Regions from separate parts of the Mus musculus genome. Here all the other regions are linked to region 1. Evidence: chromatin contacts called from public ChIA-PET and HiChIP or PLAC-seq data. All regions are on one chromosome and are shown on one strand. The core of a region is the stretch at or near the end of the contact, and the rest is flanking DNA. Distances in the headings are between cores, read along the strand shown.

Region 1 (2,803 bases), core at 159-2,658:
CTAGAAATATCACCAGTGGTCTCACCCCTGAGACCTGCTTGCTCCCGGAAATGCTGGGCCATTCGGGGCTTGCTGGTAGACAGGAGGCTTCATCGAGGCTGGTTCGCTTCTTTTGTGAATGAGAGTATAAACTCCCCATGTAGGAGAGCTGTCAAGAGCATCGCTCTCCGTTGTTGTTACGTCACCTGTGGTACAGCCTGGTGTCATGACTGTTTATGTCTTCTCAATTCTAAGAGCTGAAAAACCCAAGCAGTTTCCTACTGGAGATGAAGAGGGGGGAAGTATGGGTTGGGACCCATGTGGGTAAGAGCCCAGGAGTCCTGTTTGGCCACCTTGAGGAACGGTCTAGAGCAGAGGTCAGGAGAAACTATGTAAGAATCACTTGTTTCAAACACCATAGAGATATGGCAGAGGGGCCAAGAGCAGAAGCCCTCAAGGCAGCACTTGCTTGTCCCTGCGTTGCCGGTCATGAGCCTCTATTGGTGGCCCTCACTCCTGCCTGTCAAGTTGACAGTCTCTCAACTGCCAAACACAGAGCAGGCTAGTTCCCCGCCTGGCCCTACCAGGACCTTGAGATCTGTTCATTTCTGTTTCTCTGCTAGCCCTTCCCCCACGTGGTTCGGTAATTCTTTAGGAGGTCCCACGTACAGACATATGCAAGGTGGCAACTTACTACTGCTAAGGGATGAAGTAAAGAGGAAAGACTGCTGGAGTGTGTCAGGTGCCAGGCAAGAGCTGGCAAGGGCCTTCCCTGTCCCTCACAACCACATTGGACAGGTGTAGTTCCCTCGGCAGTGAGATGTGACAAACCATGTAAAAAGTTGTCTCTAGGTGCTCCAGCTAGAGACTTGGCATCCAGGCGTTTTACTGAGGAATAGCCATGCTATCATCCGGCGGATGGCCATGATATCATCTGATTCCGACATTGCACTGTCTCAGGAGAGCCTGCAGCAGCGGAAGCTGCATGGTCAGAGAAGGACGAGAACTCACTCCAAACCCAAGTTCTAGAGGTCAGCCCAGGGTCAGCTTCACAAGCGGCCTTCCTAAAAGCAGAGGACCTGGGTCTGCTGTGGTCACTCCCTTCTGTACTGTTTCCAAAGTTGCTCTGCCCAGTCACCTCGGCGTGTCGGCTCTTGGCCTTGGCTCGCTAGAGAAACACTGGCCTGGGTCCTCAAGTGTTCTGCTTTGGGAAACGGTCTGGCCTTACACTGACAGCGGGGTCACTCACTGTGTGCTTCTGTCTCTTATCGGGATGACTTGGCCTTCTTGCTCCCATCACCCTGATCTGTCAGTTCTCCTGCATCAGCAGCTTTCCCATTCTTTGTTTCTCAGATCCTGGGATGCTGAAGCTGCCCACAGGCCGGGCAGGCTCGGACCTGTACCACTGCGTGGGAGAAGCCCTAGGTGTAGCTGTCATTTTAAGCCTGCATTTCAACACTTCAAACTTGATGCAGCATTGGGAACCTGGCTGTGGGATTTGAACCTGTTGGCTCTCACTGCTCGTCTGGTTCTGTCTTATTCTCTCTGTGTTTTCTGCTTTGAGGCTTGGCTGCTTGGCTTCAGGAATCTCACATGATCACAGTGTTTTTCACCTTCTTACTTCTTGGGCAGATCTGCAGCTAGCCTGCCCCTCTCACCACACCACCAGTGCCCACCTGTCCTAAAACTGTGTCTCCAGGAAGTACTCAGGCTTCCTGGGGCCTCTTCTCAGGGTGGCTGTCACATCGTATCTGCGATAGATTGGGTGTGTCCTTCTACTCCTACCTTGAATTGAGTCACATTTGTGTGTAGATGACTCAATAGTCTTTTTTTTTTTTCCCCAACAAACTCCCTGTTCTGTGGTCCTTGCTGGGGCTTTTAGCAGACTGGTGAAAGAGGACTTGACTTGACCCTGACAGTGTGTAAAACAGGCTGGTTGTTTGTGGTCTTGGGACACAGCTTCACTCAATATACCTGTGTCTCAGGGATGTCGCCTACCCAGGGGGGAATGGAGAAGGCAAGAAATGTGGAATCCCCTTTGCCTCCCCAAACTGGCTAGTTGTCATAGACTCTGCTCTCCTTCTAGTTGTGTCCTTAAATAGCTCTTGGGGACAAGATCTTCATTGGCTTGGAGTAGAATTGTAAGCTTCACCTACTCCTGCTTTAAGGGCCACAAGAAGAGACGTGTTATGGAGAATTTGCGGCGTGACTTCGGACCGCCTCAGGCAAGAAGCAAGTGTCTGACCTTGGCTGATGCTTAGGCCCATGAGCTATTTTGAGTGGAATAGTAGTGGAAGCCATGTAGAATATGAAACTGATTCTTTTTTTTTTTTTTAAATTTAGGTAGCTGCAGCAACTGGCCATACAGTAGTATTGGTGGACCAAACGGAAGACATCCTGGCAAAATCCAAGAAGGGAATTGAGGAGAGTCTAAAGAGGATGGCAAAGAAGAAGTTCACAGAAAACCCTAAGGTAAGTTCTTATCAGTGGCTAAGGCCATTCCTCTGACGGCTCCACCTTTGTGTGTGTGTCTGTGTGTCTGTGTGGCTTCACCTCATTGTATGCTTGTGTCTAATTGCCTGAGGGGGTCCCTGCAGGTGTCAGGCGGTGACTTGGATCCCTGAGCAGAGATAAGAAAATCTGGTGCAGACTGGCTTTGTCAACCCGGATCAAAGCCAGGTGGGCCGTTGTCAGCACATTTAAAACACTGGACAATCTGGTGAAAGATTTCCAGGTGACAGTCAGCCCAATGCACCATGAAGCTTAAGTTGTGACTACATACAAACTCTTTCACAAAGTACACGTGACCACGAGGGTGGGATCT
Region 2 (2,803 bases), core at 96-2,595, 490 kb after region 1:
TATAGCTGCTTAATAATTCAGGTACAACGAAGTTTCAACAGTTTGCATAAGAGGAAGCAAGCCTTTGGGAGGTGCAAGGGCTATCTGAAAATGATAAGGCAGAAGCCTCCAGGCCAACAAGGTAGCTCTTAAAGGTGTTTGTGGTTAAGCCTGAGGACCTGAGTTCAGTCCCACATGGTAAAAGGAAAAAACAGACCTTCATGTTGTCCTCTGCCTTCCACACGTGTGCCATGTCATACATGCCTCTGCCTCAAATACACACTCACACACACACACACACACACACACACACACACACACACACACACATATTTTAAGAAAATTATTTCTTCCCACCTAATTTTATGGTATTTGCAGATGAGTGTTAGAATCCCGATGTCATCTTGCATTCTTGGGGGGGGGGGGGCAGAGGAGGCGCTAAACCAAGGAACTAAATGTGCTTGACTGACTAGAATGACTAAAAATGAGCTGATCTACTCTGAGCATGCTCGCTCCTCCCCACCATACCCTTGTTCCAGATTTGTGAGGTTTCTCTGTAACAGTTGTTAAGTCGTCTCCCTGCTACAGAGAAAGTCCCCCCTCAAAGGCTAATATGTTAGACTTGTTGTGTATATCATAAACACACAGCTCACGGGATTTTCATGAGCCACCTGTGCCTATGTGATCAGCACTGAAATAGAAACCAAACTATATTTTAAGTTAAAAATAAAAACCTAGGACTTATTCTACCTAAGAAATTGCAGTGACGCCATGGCTGCGCTCAGCTGACTGGATATAGGCAGGACTTGTGTAGGACTGAGTCTTCATGACGATCACAAAGAAATTACAAAGGTCATGGCCAGAGAGGCCCAACTACTCAGAAGATGAAGCAAGAGAACTGCAAGTTCAAGGTCATCCCGAGTAACTTAGCAAGACCCTGTCTCAAAACAAAAACAAGGAAAGATGTAGGGCTGAAATTTGGTGGTAGAATACTTACCCGCTATGTAGGAAGCTCTGGTTCACCACAGTTCTGTATTCCCCAGTACATGAGAAAAAAAAAAAACCTAGCCAACTACAGGAAGAGAGTCCCTGAGAAGTGGTTCCATCTTTTATTTTTGTTAGTATCGATCAATAGTGGGTTTCAATAGGACATCTTTGTACATGTATATCTGATCATAATCACCACACACATACCCGTTATCCTCTCTGCTTCCCCTCTCCTCCCCCAGCTAGTCCCTTCTACTCTTACATTTGTTATGCTCTGATGGTCCAATCGGTTTCATTACAGTTGCTTACAGGAGCTCAGCTCAGGTATTGTTTACTGGATCACACACTGTGGGTTACACCATTGAAGGAAATGTCTATCTCCTGACAACCAGGAAACGCACGTAAGTCCTCAGGAAATGGCAGACCTTATGAGTGCCTCTCCCTTCTACAGAAAGCTGCTGACAGGCACAGTCTTGTGCAGGCAATCCCAGCTGCTCTGGGTGCCAGGGTGCAGTGGCCTTATTATGGTCACAAGTCAGCATTCCGCACCCTCTCCCACTTCCTCCAGCTCTTACATTCCTTCCACCCTTCCTTCTACAATGTCCCCCGAGCCTCTGGGGTGGAGATATGGATGTCCCACTTCTGGCTAGCATTCACCCATCTCTTACTCTCATCATGATAGCCGGGTACTACTGACCACTGCAAAAAGAAGTCTCTCTGGCTACGGCACACAGCAGCACTAGTCTGTGGGCACAAACCCAGTTATTTAGAAGGCAGTTTGATGTGATCATCATGTTCATTCAGCAAAATAGCGGCTTCTCCACTAAGGCCTATGATTCTCACAGCCGTGGGCTTTGACCACATTTACAGCACTAGAGGTGAATTCTCCGTTGTCAATCAGGCTTCAATTCCCATTCGAAGCTGGTTGGTTAGCCCTCTAACAGACTGGCCACCATTGTGCTGGTGAGCAGGTTGCCTGGATGATTGGTAGTGTTGCATCTGGGGTCAATAGCTGAGTAAGACAATTGATGACAACCATTCCCCTAAATCTATAACACCTTTCTAGCACCATGAGGACCACTCAGCAATAAGGAAGCCTTTAGCCTAGTTCCAGTTTGGTTGATTTATCTGTGTACTCCGATCAACACATGTGATGTCTTCAGCGACCCAGTCATACAGTCTGGTTCTTGATGGCAACCAAAAGCAGTTTCAATCACTCTGCACTGGGGGATGGGGAAGGTGACCCCAGGATCTCCCTAACCAACAACACATAGGGCGGCAGTCCACTTTTGGCACTGGGATTTTCACTTTATAACCCACGTCCTCTGGAAATCTCCTTATCTACTGAAGCAGGGCACCTCTGTTCAAATTCTTCTATCTTATATTGCTTTTTAAATTAGCTTATCAAGCATCAGATTTCCTTGTGGCATTTTTGTGCATTGTTGGTTTTAATTGACTCTCCTGTCCTTCTCCCAATCTTGCTGTCCCTAACCTGTACTAAAACCTTCCCACTACTCCCAGGGAAATAGGAGCTTTTGTGTTCCTATAGCTCTTCATGAGAGAGATAATCTTGACTCTTTTCTCAGGATTCCAACTCTAAGACACTAGGAAAAAAAAAACCAAAACTCTGAAGCTGATGAGAACATCAGTGGGTGGGGAGGTGAGTAAGAGGAGAGAAGAAGGTGTTTCACAGTCGGGGGTGAGTGTGGTCATACAGAGACGGGCACCTGCCAGAAATTTGTCTTAAAACCTATACTACACAACACAAGAGGGAACCATGTTGTAAACTATGGACTTAGGGTGACAAGAAGGTGTCAGTGCCAACACTGATGCTATC
Region 3 (2,803 bases), core at 138-2,637, 430 kb after region 1:
CTGTGTGAAAACGAACCAGAACAATTCTCTGACTTTTACTACAGACGTTAAGTTTGGCGTGTCCCTCCTCTCCCCTCGCCCCCAGTCTGTTCCCACTCTCCTGGCCCTCCCCCCAGAAACACAGCTCACCTTCCCTCTACAGTTGCCTAGAAATAGAAAAAACAAAAAACAAACAAACACATCCACGCATGCGTGTCTCTGCTGCTCCTGACCGTGGTCTCCTTTTCCTGAAGACCCCTCTGGGTTTTTCGTCTTGTTTTTGAGCACTTCCTCCGAATGATTTACCCTGATTTCTGGCAATTTATACACTCCAATTCCCTTTGCTTCCCCCATTCACAATCGCGCCTCTCAGATCGCATGGCACATAAACAATCTTCCATTGCAAACTGCTGCAGTACAGTTTGTCCCCTGTAGGCATCAATAGGAAGTGTCCCGCCAGCCTAATTCTACGCAGGAAAAAAAAAGGGGGGGGGTCATAGATACATAATCTCAAGAAATTCTGCTCTGGTTGGTTTGGCAGTAGCATCTACAGTAATCTCTTCAGTTTGAAGTTAAAATTTGTAAACACCTTAGTGGATTCCACCCCCACCCACCCACAGGTTGTGTCTAAATGAACATCTATGTATCTACATTAATCAAACGCTTCATGCTTTTTTCCCCCCCAGTGAGGAAGTGGATACAAAGTTGACTTTGCTCCTAAAGGTTTCCTTCGCTCCCCTCCTCCACCCCGCCACGCCATGTTTTTGCCTGGCCTGAAATCTAGAACAGCAATGAAGAGCAGACTCCTGGTTTGACAGGATGCATTTAGATAGTTCAGGCAAGAGCAGGCACCCTGTGTTAAAGAGTCCAAAAGGTCTTAAGCAGAAAGAAAAGGCAAAGACTTGTCTCGTGTCACAGGTGCCACCTGTTGTTAGGAGTAGCAATCTATGAGCTCTGCACAGACAACTCCAGTTTCCGACTCTTATAAATTCCCAAGTTCAAATCCAACAGCCTCCAACTCTAACCCACGGGCGTGCGCCATGCTGCCAAAGGTAATTCAAATTTCTCCCCTTCAAGACCGCTTCGCCCCCAACCCCCACCCTCTTCACCTGGAACAGACAATCCGCGTATTTCAAAGAGTTCCTTAGTACTGAACTGAGTACTCGGAAACTCACCCACCAGTTTACATTTTAGGCTACTGAGCCTCACTCCTTTTACTGACAGACAAAGGAGAGGGCCACTGACGATGTTTACCCACCTAGGCTCGTGTTTGTCTAATGTTTAAACGGGCTTTTGTTATTATTAGACATTCCTGGACAATCGTTCTCAGAGCATCAAGCACACAGAGCAAGGAATCAAGCAAGCGATGCAGGTTCCGCGGTGGGGGAGGGGAGCCGAAAGGCGCCAAGCCGCGCCTCCCTGCTGCTTAGCACCATCTAGTGGCGGCTGCTAGTTCGACTTTTGGAACGAGAGCTCCCAGAGGACTTCGTAAAATCCAAAGGCTGTTTTCCTCCATCCTGGCGCTCTTCACCTTGTGTGTACTGCACACACACACGTATATTTTGAATTATACACAACAAATATCTCACCTTACTATTTAATAAATCCTTCCTTTGTCTCTGTACTGGGATATCTTACCCCTTAATCCCCGGACCTGTAGGCAATGAAGGCAGATGGTTTTAATATTATCAAAGCAAGCAGCGCTAGGAAATGCTCACAGGGGATATGCCTAATTAGATGCTTGCTGCCAGCCCTGACAACTGTAGTTCAATCTCTAGAATCCACATGATGGACGGAGAGAACTGACTTCCACAAGTTGTCCTCTGACCTCCATTCACACACACACTCTCTCTCTGTCTCTCTCTCTCTCTCTCTCTCTCTCTCTCTCTGTCTCTCTCTCTCTCTCTCACACACACACACACATTATTTTTAAAGATCATTTCATTCTAATTTTTAAAAATTTTAATTTAAAAAAATACTGAAGAAAATGAGACTCATATATCTCTGGAGTTAACTATGAATTTTTTTTTTAATTTCTAAACAAAGTCATCAGGCTCAACTGTGCCATGAGAAACTATTGGCACCCACAAAAAATAAGGAATAGTGAAGGCTCAGCTCTACTGGTACAACAACCCAAGCAGGCACCATGTGGCCTGCTCTTACAACACCGTGATGACAGTTTAACTTCATGACTAATTTATAATATACAAGTAGCTACCTTTTACCAAGTATAGATAAATGCTAACTGGACAGTCTACCTTTAAACTTACCCACAGAACGACAGCTGATAGGAGCTGAGAAGCGAGCTAGCTTCTTCATTATCCAGAACATTCTAATCCAGTTCTAGGATGGCAAGAGGCTCCTGAGAGTTAACAGTACTTCTACATGGCTGCTTTCAGCCTAGATCCTGGGTCAAATACACCATCAATACACCATGGTCATGACTGACTGTGACCCTACTTCCCAGGGTTGGCTCCCAGCCTGTGGAGTCTGGTGTGCGTCACTCATGAGCCCTCCAGTCAAAGCAAGACACAACATCAGATATGATGCTGTATGCATCAGATATGTTGCTGTATGCATCAGATATGATGCTGTGTGCATCAGATATGGTGCCGTATGCTTATATGCGTGGCACAGGAAGGAAGAACCAAGTCCAAGGCCAGCATAGCTACAAGACAAGACTGTGTCTCAAAAGCAAACAATAAACAAAGAATTGAAACAGGACATAAAATAACACAATCAGGTGAGAAGCTAAATATTTAAGAATCATTTTTTTCAAGCTAATAAATAGTAGAAACATCAAAAAGTCCAAGTCAATAGTATG
Region 4 (2,803 bases), core at 218-2,717, 350 kb after region 1:
ACAAACATATATACTTTATGCAAATCATAGCACCTGCCTACCACAATACCACAATGTGTGACCTGATACTGTCCCATCACACATATGTGCATGCCATGTCCTTTCACACAGTACAGACAGACTATTACGTAAGTGTTTAAAGAGACACACACATCACACGGACCCCTTTGATACATAGCCGTTGACTCCACACACTCACACAGACTTTTAAAAAGTTCACTCACGTCTAAACTGCAGCTCTAACCCAGGAGTCCCCAGTCATTCTGCAAAGACACAGACAGCCCCTCCAGGGGCTTTTTTATTTTCTTTCTTCCTGGCATCACTGTATCCTCGTTGCTAGATAAATTAATTACAGAGTTGGAGGAACAGAAATCCAACTCCCACCCACCATGGCCCTGAAGTATCAACACTGTGGATCTATTTATGAACTTTCGAATCTGGAGCACGGTGCGCAGTGTCACTGTGCAGCCTGCGCGCTCTGGCAGCAAGCCGGAACAGTCTCTTTCATGTGGTGAGAAGTTTTGCCTCTCTGCTCAGCCCTTCTCCCCGGCGTTCACCTGGAATGTGTCACTGTGCAGAGAACAGACTTGTATGATGCCTGAACTTGGCCCACACCCAGCCTTGGGGCTTCTGATGGAACTCTGAGCAGGAGGGAAGCGGGCTTTGTTTAGGAGGAATCTGCCCAAGGTTTCACCTCTCCTGGTTCCGATGCGGGGGAGGGGAGAATTTACCCGCCCGGGAACCCATTTCTTTCTTGTTCTGATTTTGCGCTGGCATGGGATGGTGACGGTTCTTCTGATGCTAGATTGATTCCATATGGGGGTCTTTCCAGTTTGAGGGGCGTCTTCCTCCATCCAGGCTGAAGCTAGAGGAAGAGCATACTCATTGGAAGGCCACCGTAAACCATGCGCACCTGTGCTCCAGTGGACTCGGTTATCTCCTCAGTACTCAAGAAGGGCCTGAGACAGATGTATTGTCATGGCGGCCATCACCAATTAGCTGCCTCAAGACCCAGGAGACAAGGGCCTTTGTGGGCAAGGCCCACTGGGGCCAGGTTGAGGCTGATAGTCTGCCTATCCACCATACTGCTTCCTGGTGCCTCTCTTCAGTGCTCTGGGTCAAGACTGTCCCAAAAGACTGTCTGGATGTCCCCAAGTGGTCTCACAGGAGAATCAAAGAGACTGCAGAGGGCAAGTTCTACTTTTTTTTTCCTGTAGCTCTGCCGGGAACATGCAGCCAAACAGAGGCCGGTGTGGAACAAAGGTTTCAAGAAAACACAGTGACTGACTTGACATACTACAGGCACAGTTTGGCCCCAGCACTTCAAAGGCCTTCAGTTTTTAGTAGGAGCCAAGTCCTGATACCAGGGGAATCTAGATAACGCATAAGCTTCAAGACTTGATAGTAGTGTGAAGTGGGTGGCAGCAGATAGCTTTGGGCTGTTAAAGGAAGGAGAGAGGCAGTGCAGTGTGGGTAAGTGGCAGTGTTTTGAGCCGAGTGTGATGAAGGCTCGTGATTAGGCGCATGAAGCATCGCAGACTGTGTCCACGAAGCGTCGCGAACTGTGGTCCACGAAGCGTCTCAGACTGCTGTCTGTCTGGGCAGTCTGGGTGAAATTCAGGTCTGGAGTAGTGTGGAACCTTTGGTTAGTGGCTTTCACTTCCCAGGGACTGGGTTCCTTCCCTCAGCTAGCCATTTTTGTTTCATTTCAACTCATGTTTCCTCTCTGCGGCCTCTGTCAGCATTAATATAACGTTTCAGCCTAATTGCGAGCTACTTGAGATGCGTCCACCCCGAGCGCGGGGAGTCGGGAGGCCCACGAAGAGGAAGCAGCCGATCAGTGCGGTGCAGCCAGATGGCTATTAGCTGTCTAGTGAGGAAGCTGGGCCAGGGACCCGGAGGAGAAAGGCCGGCATTGTGGCCTGCTCTGCGGTCTCACTTCTGAATAACTTCCCAAGAACTGAAGGGCGGGTAGGGTTCTCTTGCTTCCTGAGGGCGTGGATGCGCGATGCATCCCTTGATTTCAAGGAAAGGCTCAGGAAATACGTGGTCCGAGGAGAAAGGAGCCTCAATGGGTTTTTTGTTGTTATTTTGCAAGGGATCTTGAAGTGAATGACCACACGCTGCCCACTGGGTGAATAGCAGCATTTATTTCTCAGGGCAGGGAGACCCAAGTGGAGCTGCTGGGAGACCCTGCCCTTCCTGGGTCTCTGGCTACCTACAGCTCTGTGGCGACTTTGTCCTGATAGAGTCTCAGGTGGTGTGAGCCAAAGGGGGGTAGCAGACAGCAGGAGTGTCTCCCTCTGATCTTTCTCTAAGATTGTCTCTTTCTGGCCTTGGGCCATTTTCTTGGCTACTTCACCTCAGTTTCTCTATCTATAAAATGGGATAATGGTGTTTACTTACTTACCTCATGAGTATTATAGGAATTAATTACTGTTTGTAAGGTACTTTGAAGATGAAAAGAACGAGGTGGCATCACCATCATATTATGAAATATCTCCCACTGCTACCAGCCAGGTTCTGCCGGAGCCAAGCAAACATTTCCACCTCAACTCCAGAGAAGCTCCTCATATAGGACCCTCCCAGTGGATTCTCACAGAACACCCTCACAGGATATACACAAGAGACCCTCCCAGTGGATTCTCACAGAACACCCTCACAGGATATACACAGGAGACACTCCCAGGGGACCCTCACAAGGGATCCACAAAGCAGACCCTCACAGGAGATCTACACAGCAGACCCTGACAGGATATCCTTACACGGAACCCTCACAGGGGCTCACAGTTGATCCACAAAG
Region 5 (2,803 bases), core at 189-2,688, 300 kb after region 1:
TATCCTATGCTAACATTCAATGCTAGAAAAATTGTTCTAATAATGAAGGAAGGATGTGTCATTAAGAATTGTAAGATTAAACCTAACATGTTCATGAGCTAGCTACACAGTGAGAGAGTGATGAGAACCACTTTGGTTGTCTCTGTCCACAGGACATCCACTAACATTTCTTCTGGAGCTAGCCTACAGGTGGTAGTTGTGTTTACAAGGGAGGGGAGTCCAGGTGTCTTGGCCCTGTGTCTGCCCTACGCTGTGACAGCTGAGTGGAGGATGTGGTTTTGTCGGGCCCACTGTAGAGGCGTATTATTGTGTGCAAGGTGTAATTGGGTATTGCTTCCTGCCTTCAAAGCCCAATCTTTACAGTTTCTCACCAGGCAACAGATCGGGGAATTGAGCAAGGACAGTAAAGAATGAACACAGCAGACTGTGTGTGACAGTAGACCAGAGCATATGGCAACACATATGCTTGGAACACACCAGAAAACGCAACATGCCCTGAGTCATAATCTCCTTGCTTCTGTCCGGTTGTACCTGATGGATGTTAACCTGCTTGGCGGTTCTCTTTATCAAAGGATGCGGTTTCCATGGGACCGTGGGAAGAGCAATCTCTCTGCTCTCACACTGGCTGAAAGGGAGCAGTGTTAGGATGAGAGAGGAGTCAGTCAGTACCTAGAAGGGTCCCTGTACCCGTTGTTCCCGTCCCCTGCTCAGTCTTGCAGATTGTATATGTGTGTAGCTGGGAGGGTGGGGGTGGCTGGGGGGTGGGGTGAACTGACCTGCAGACATACCCTATCTTTTGCCTTTCTTTAGATCCTGCCGGGAAGGCTGTTTGGGGGGCCAGGGAATGGAGCCCAGCACGCAGTATGCTGTTATGCTAAGTCTTCGAGCCTTGCCTAGACTGGGGTAGAGTTGGAGTCAGGGCAATGGAAAGGTCTAGTTGCCAACTGCGCCCTCCTCCAAAGCGCTCCTGCTGACTCTCCCTGCTCAGTCACCCCTTTGTTGACTTCCTATATTTTCACTCAGATGTGGTTTAGTGTTTTCTTTCCAAGGCATATTTTGCATGGAAGAATGCTTTCAGTGAGCTGAGGCCCTAATTGCCAAATAATGGTTGCCAAAACATGTTATTTTGGCTCGAGATGGTACAGAGCAGGAGGCGGTTTCCCCTCCTGAAAAAGAAAGAAAGAAAGAAAGAAAGAAAGAAAGAAAGAAAGAAAGAAAGAAAGAAAGAAAGAAATCCTTCCTCAGCAGCCCAAAAGGCCATTTGCAAACTCGCGACATCCAGGCCTCTGCCATGCCACGGAGCTTCCTTGAGTGAGGGTGACCACCGTCTCCAGCCATTCCCAGCCTCCCCGAGTCTCTTCCGGTGTCTGAGGAGGGGCTGTCTCCCAGCCTGGCCTTTGGCTGTGGGCACTGGGCTGAAGGAAGCCGCCAGGACTTGTCTCCTCCCCAGCCCCGCCAAAGGCTGCCTGCTCCGCCACCCGGCGAGTGTTCCCACCCGGCGTGCTCTCCGAGCAAGCGAGCAAGCGAGCAAGCGAGCGAGCGAGCGGCTGCCAGCTAACTGCAAACACCAGCCGCCCAGCAAGCACGGGGATTCCAAATAGAGACAAATCTGGGGCCCCAGGGGGAAGCTGGATGGAACTGATCAGTATGAGAGATATATCACTGCTAATTAAGTCCGGATCCCCTGGCTCCACTTGAAACAAACCAGGGAGGGATCAGGTTTTGAGAGCAGGTGCTGACTGGCTGCAAAACAGGAGTCCATCACTTGAGGAAAAGGTTTCTGCGTGCAGCCATGGGGGATGAAGTGGGGAGGGGTGGTGGTGGCGCACAACGGGACAGCGACCAGGAGCCCAAGGCTGTTCTGAGAAATGTCATTACGGGACAGAGAGCCACGAGAAGGGACTTTGTCTTAGGACATAAAGGAACTTGTGGAAAAACAACCCTTTAAAACCAAAATAACAACAACAAAACAATAAAACCTACTGCTGTAAGCAAGAACTCCGTGCCTGCCTCATTTTTTGTTTTCTGTTTTTTGTTTTTTTCCCTTTTGATAGCTGACTTACTTTCTTCTCTCGGATGGACAATGGAGTTAATTTAGAGGCGAGTAAACACTTTCCTGGCGACGCCAGAAGCAATTTCATTAGGGTCTGGACAATATGGGATTTGTTGCGACTCAGATGCTGGTCCAGTGTGGGCCCCAAAGCCACCCACCCACCCGGCTGCCTTCCCAGACTGCTGGAGAAAAACCTATTCTGAGTACCAGGAAGTAAATAAGCTTAACAGCATACACTTCAGGGAAGGAAGTGTGACAGTTGTCTTCATGAAGAGGAAATATGTTTATAAGGATCTAGACAGCATACACTGTGTTTTTGTTTGTTTGTTTTGTTTTGTTTTTTTTGTTTTTTTAATCTGGAACGTTTCCTTCACACTTGAAATTATTGTTCTCTTTTACAGTCAACCTGGATTGTCAGTGTTCTCATCTGAGGACTCTGCCAATCAATCCACAATGATTCTATGAAGTAAGTGTGGCTTGAAAAGGTTACGGTGACCAGAGATTTGAATGTCTACAGAGCCCATCTCTTACTGCCACAATGTTCCTTTTCCTCTGAGCTCCAGACTGCCATAAAAATAAAGCTGCTTTTTAGATATCAAATACATTGAATGAATGAATGAATGAATCTTGTGATGTTAAAGATTAGTCTTGCTGTGACCTGAGAAATTCTTCTAATATATGCAAAGTCTAGTATTCTGCAGATCTCCTGTTTGGGGGACAATATTTGTATTGAGTTTAAAGACATCATTC

The links. ChIA-PET counts read pairs in DNA pulled down with a chosen protein or histone mark. HiChIP or PLAC-seq counts read pairs in DNA pulled down with a chosen protein or histone mark.
Region 2: a contact with region 1 is called in an H3K27ac HiChIP or PLAC-seq map of regulatory T cells, with 6 times the contacts expected there. The contact joins two enhancer-like sites. A contact is called at or near these places in 6 of 15 datasets of contacts at CTCF or cohesin (the NIH/3T3 cell line, embryonic stem cells, hippocampal excitatory neurons and 3 more), 66 of 484 Hi-C or Micro-C datasets (the AtT-20 cell line, B cells, the BV-2 cell line and 51 more), 12 of 115 datasets of contacts at active chromatin or transcription factors (cardiomyocytes, craniofacial prominence, differentiating embryonic stem cells and 7 more) and 1 of 9 other capture datasets (embryonic stem cells).
Region 3: a contact with region 1 is called in an RNA polymerase II ChIA-PET map of memory CD8 T cells, with 481 read pairs. The contact joins two enhancer-like sites. A contact is called at or near these places in 2 of 39 promoter capture datasets (the SN4741 cell line and hippocampal neurons), 2 of 15 datasets of contacts at CTCF or cohesin (embryonic stem cells and large pre-B cells), 56 of 484 Hi-C or Micro-C datasets (the AtT-20 cell line, B cells, the BV-2 cell line and 42 more), 18 of 115 datasets of contacts at active chromatin or transcription factors (bone marrow-derived dendritic cells, bone marrow-derived macrophages, craniofacial prominence and 13 more) and 1 of 9 other capture datasets (embryonic stem cells).
Region 4: an RNA polymerase II ChIA-PET map of memory CD8 T cells shows a contact between it and region 1, with 33 read pairs. The contact joins two enhancer-like sites. A contact is called at or near these places in 14 of 484 Hi-C or Micro-C datasets (the CH12 cell line, LSK cells, bone marrow-derived dendritic cells and 11 more), 6 of 115 datasets of contacts at active chromatin or transcription factors (bone marrow-derived macrophages, differentiating embryonic stem cells, double positive thymocytes and 2 more) and 1 of 9 other capture datasets (embryonic stem cells).
Region 5: an RNA polymerase II ChIA-PET map of memory CD8 T cells shows a contact between it and region 1, with 304 read pairs. The contact joins two enhancer-like sites. A contact is called at or near these places in 4 of 484 Hi-C or Micro-C datasets (cranial neural crest, embryonic stem cells, gonadal supporting cells and 1 more) and 4 of 115 datasets of contacts at active chromatin or transcription factors (astrocytes, embryonic stem cells, memory CD8 T cells and 1 more).

What each region holds. Positions count from the first base shown.
Region 1 is chr3:131,249,451-131,252,253 of GRCm38.p6, reverse strand. Hadh (hydroxyacyl-Coenzyme A dehydrogenase) reads left to right here. Exons shown (of 8, transcript NM_008212.4): 2 at 2,323-2,451. Among named protein-coding and RNA genes, the nearest start is that of Hadh, 21 kb to the left of the region's middle. Within about 2 kb of position 1,408, at least 33 of the 459 cell types and tissues checked have an H3K27ac peak or open chromatin away from gene starts, as enhancers often do. A contact at or near this core is called in CD8 T cells, Th1 cells, Th2 cells and 2 more, where this site is marked.
Region 2 is chr3:130,762,958-130,765,760 of GRCm38.p6, reverse strand. No RefSeq gene overlaps it. Among named protein-coding and RNA genes, the nearest start is that of Gm43522, 4.1 kb to the right of the region's middle. Within about 2 kb of position 1,345, at least 8 of the 459 cell types and tissues checked have an H3K27ac peak or open chromatin away from gene starts, as enhancers often do. A contact at or near this core is called in Th2 cells and regulatory T cells, where this site is marked.
Region 3 is chr3:130,817,480-130,820,282 of GRCm38.p6, reverse strand. No RefSeq gene overlaps it. Among named protein-coding and RNA genes, the nearest start is that of Gm36443, 15 kb to the right of the region's middle. Within about 2 kb of position 1,387, at least 91 of the 459 cell types and tissues checked have an H3K27ac peak or open chromatin away from gene starts, as enhancers often do. A contact at or near this core is called in CD8 T cells, Th1 cells, memory CD8 T cells and 1 more, where this site is marked.
Region 4 is chr3:130,899,270-130,902,072 of GRCm38.p6, reverse strand. No RefSeq gene overlaps it. Among named protein-coding and RNA genes, the nearest start is that of Gm36520, 49 kb to the right of the region's middle. Within about 2 kb of position 1,467, at least 96 of the 459 cell types and tissues checked have an H3K27ac peak or open chromatin away from gene starts, as enhancers often do. A contact at or near this core is called in memory CD8 T cells, where this site is marked.
Region 5 is chr3:130,944,951-130,947,753 of GRCm38.p6, reverse strand. No RefSeq gene overlaps it. Among named protein-coding and RNA genes, the nearest start is that of Gm36520, 95 kb to the right of the region's middle. Within about 2 kb of position 1,438, at least 180 of the 459 cell types and tissues checked have an H3K27ac peak or open chromatin away from gene starts, as enhancers often do. A contact at or near this core is called in memory CD8 T cells, where this site is marked.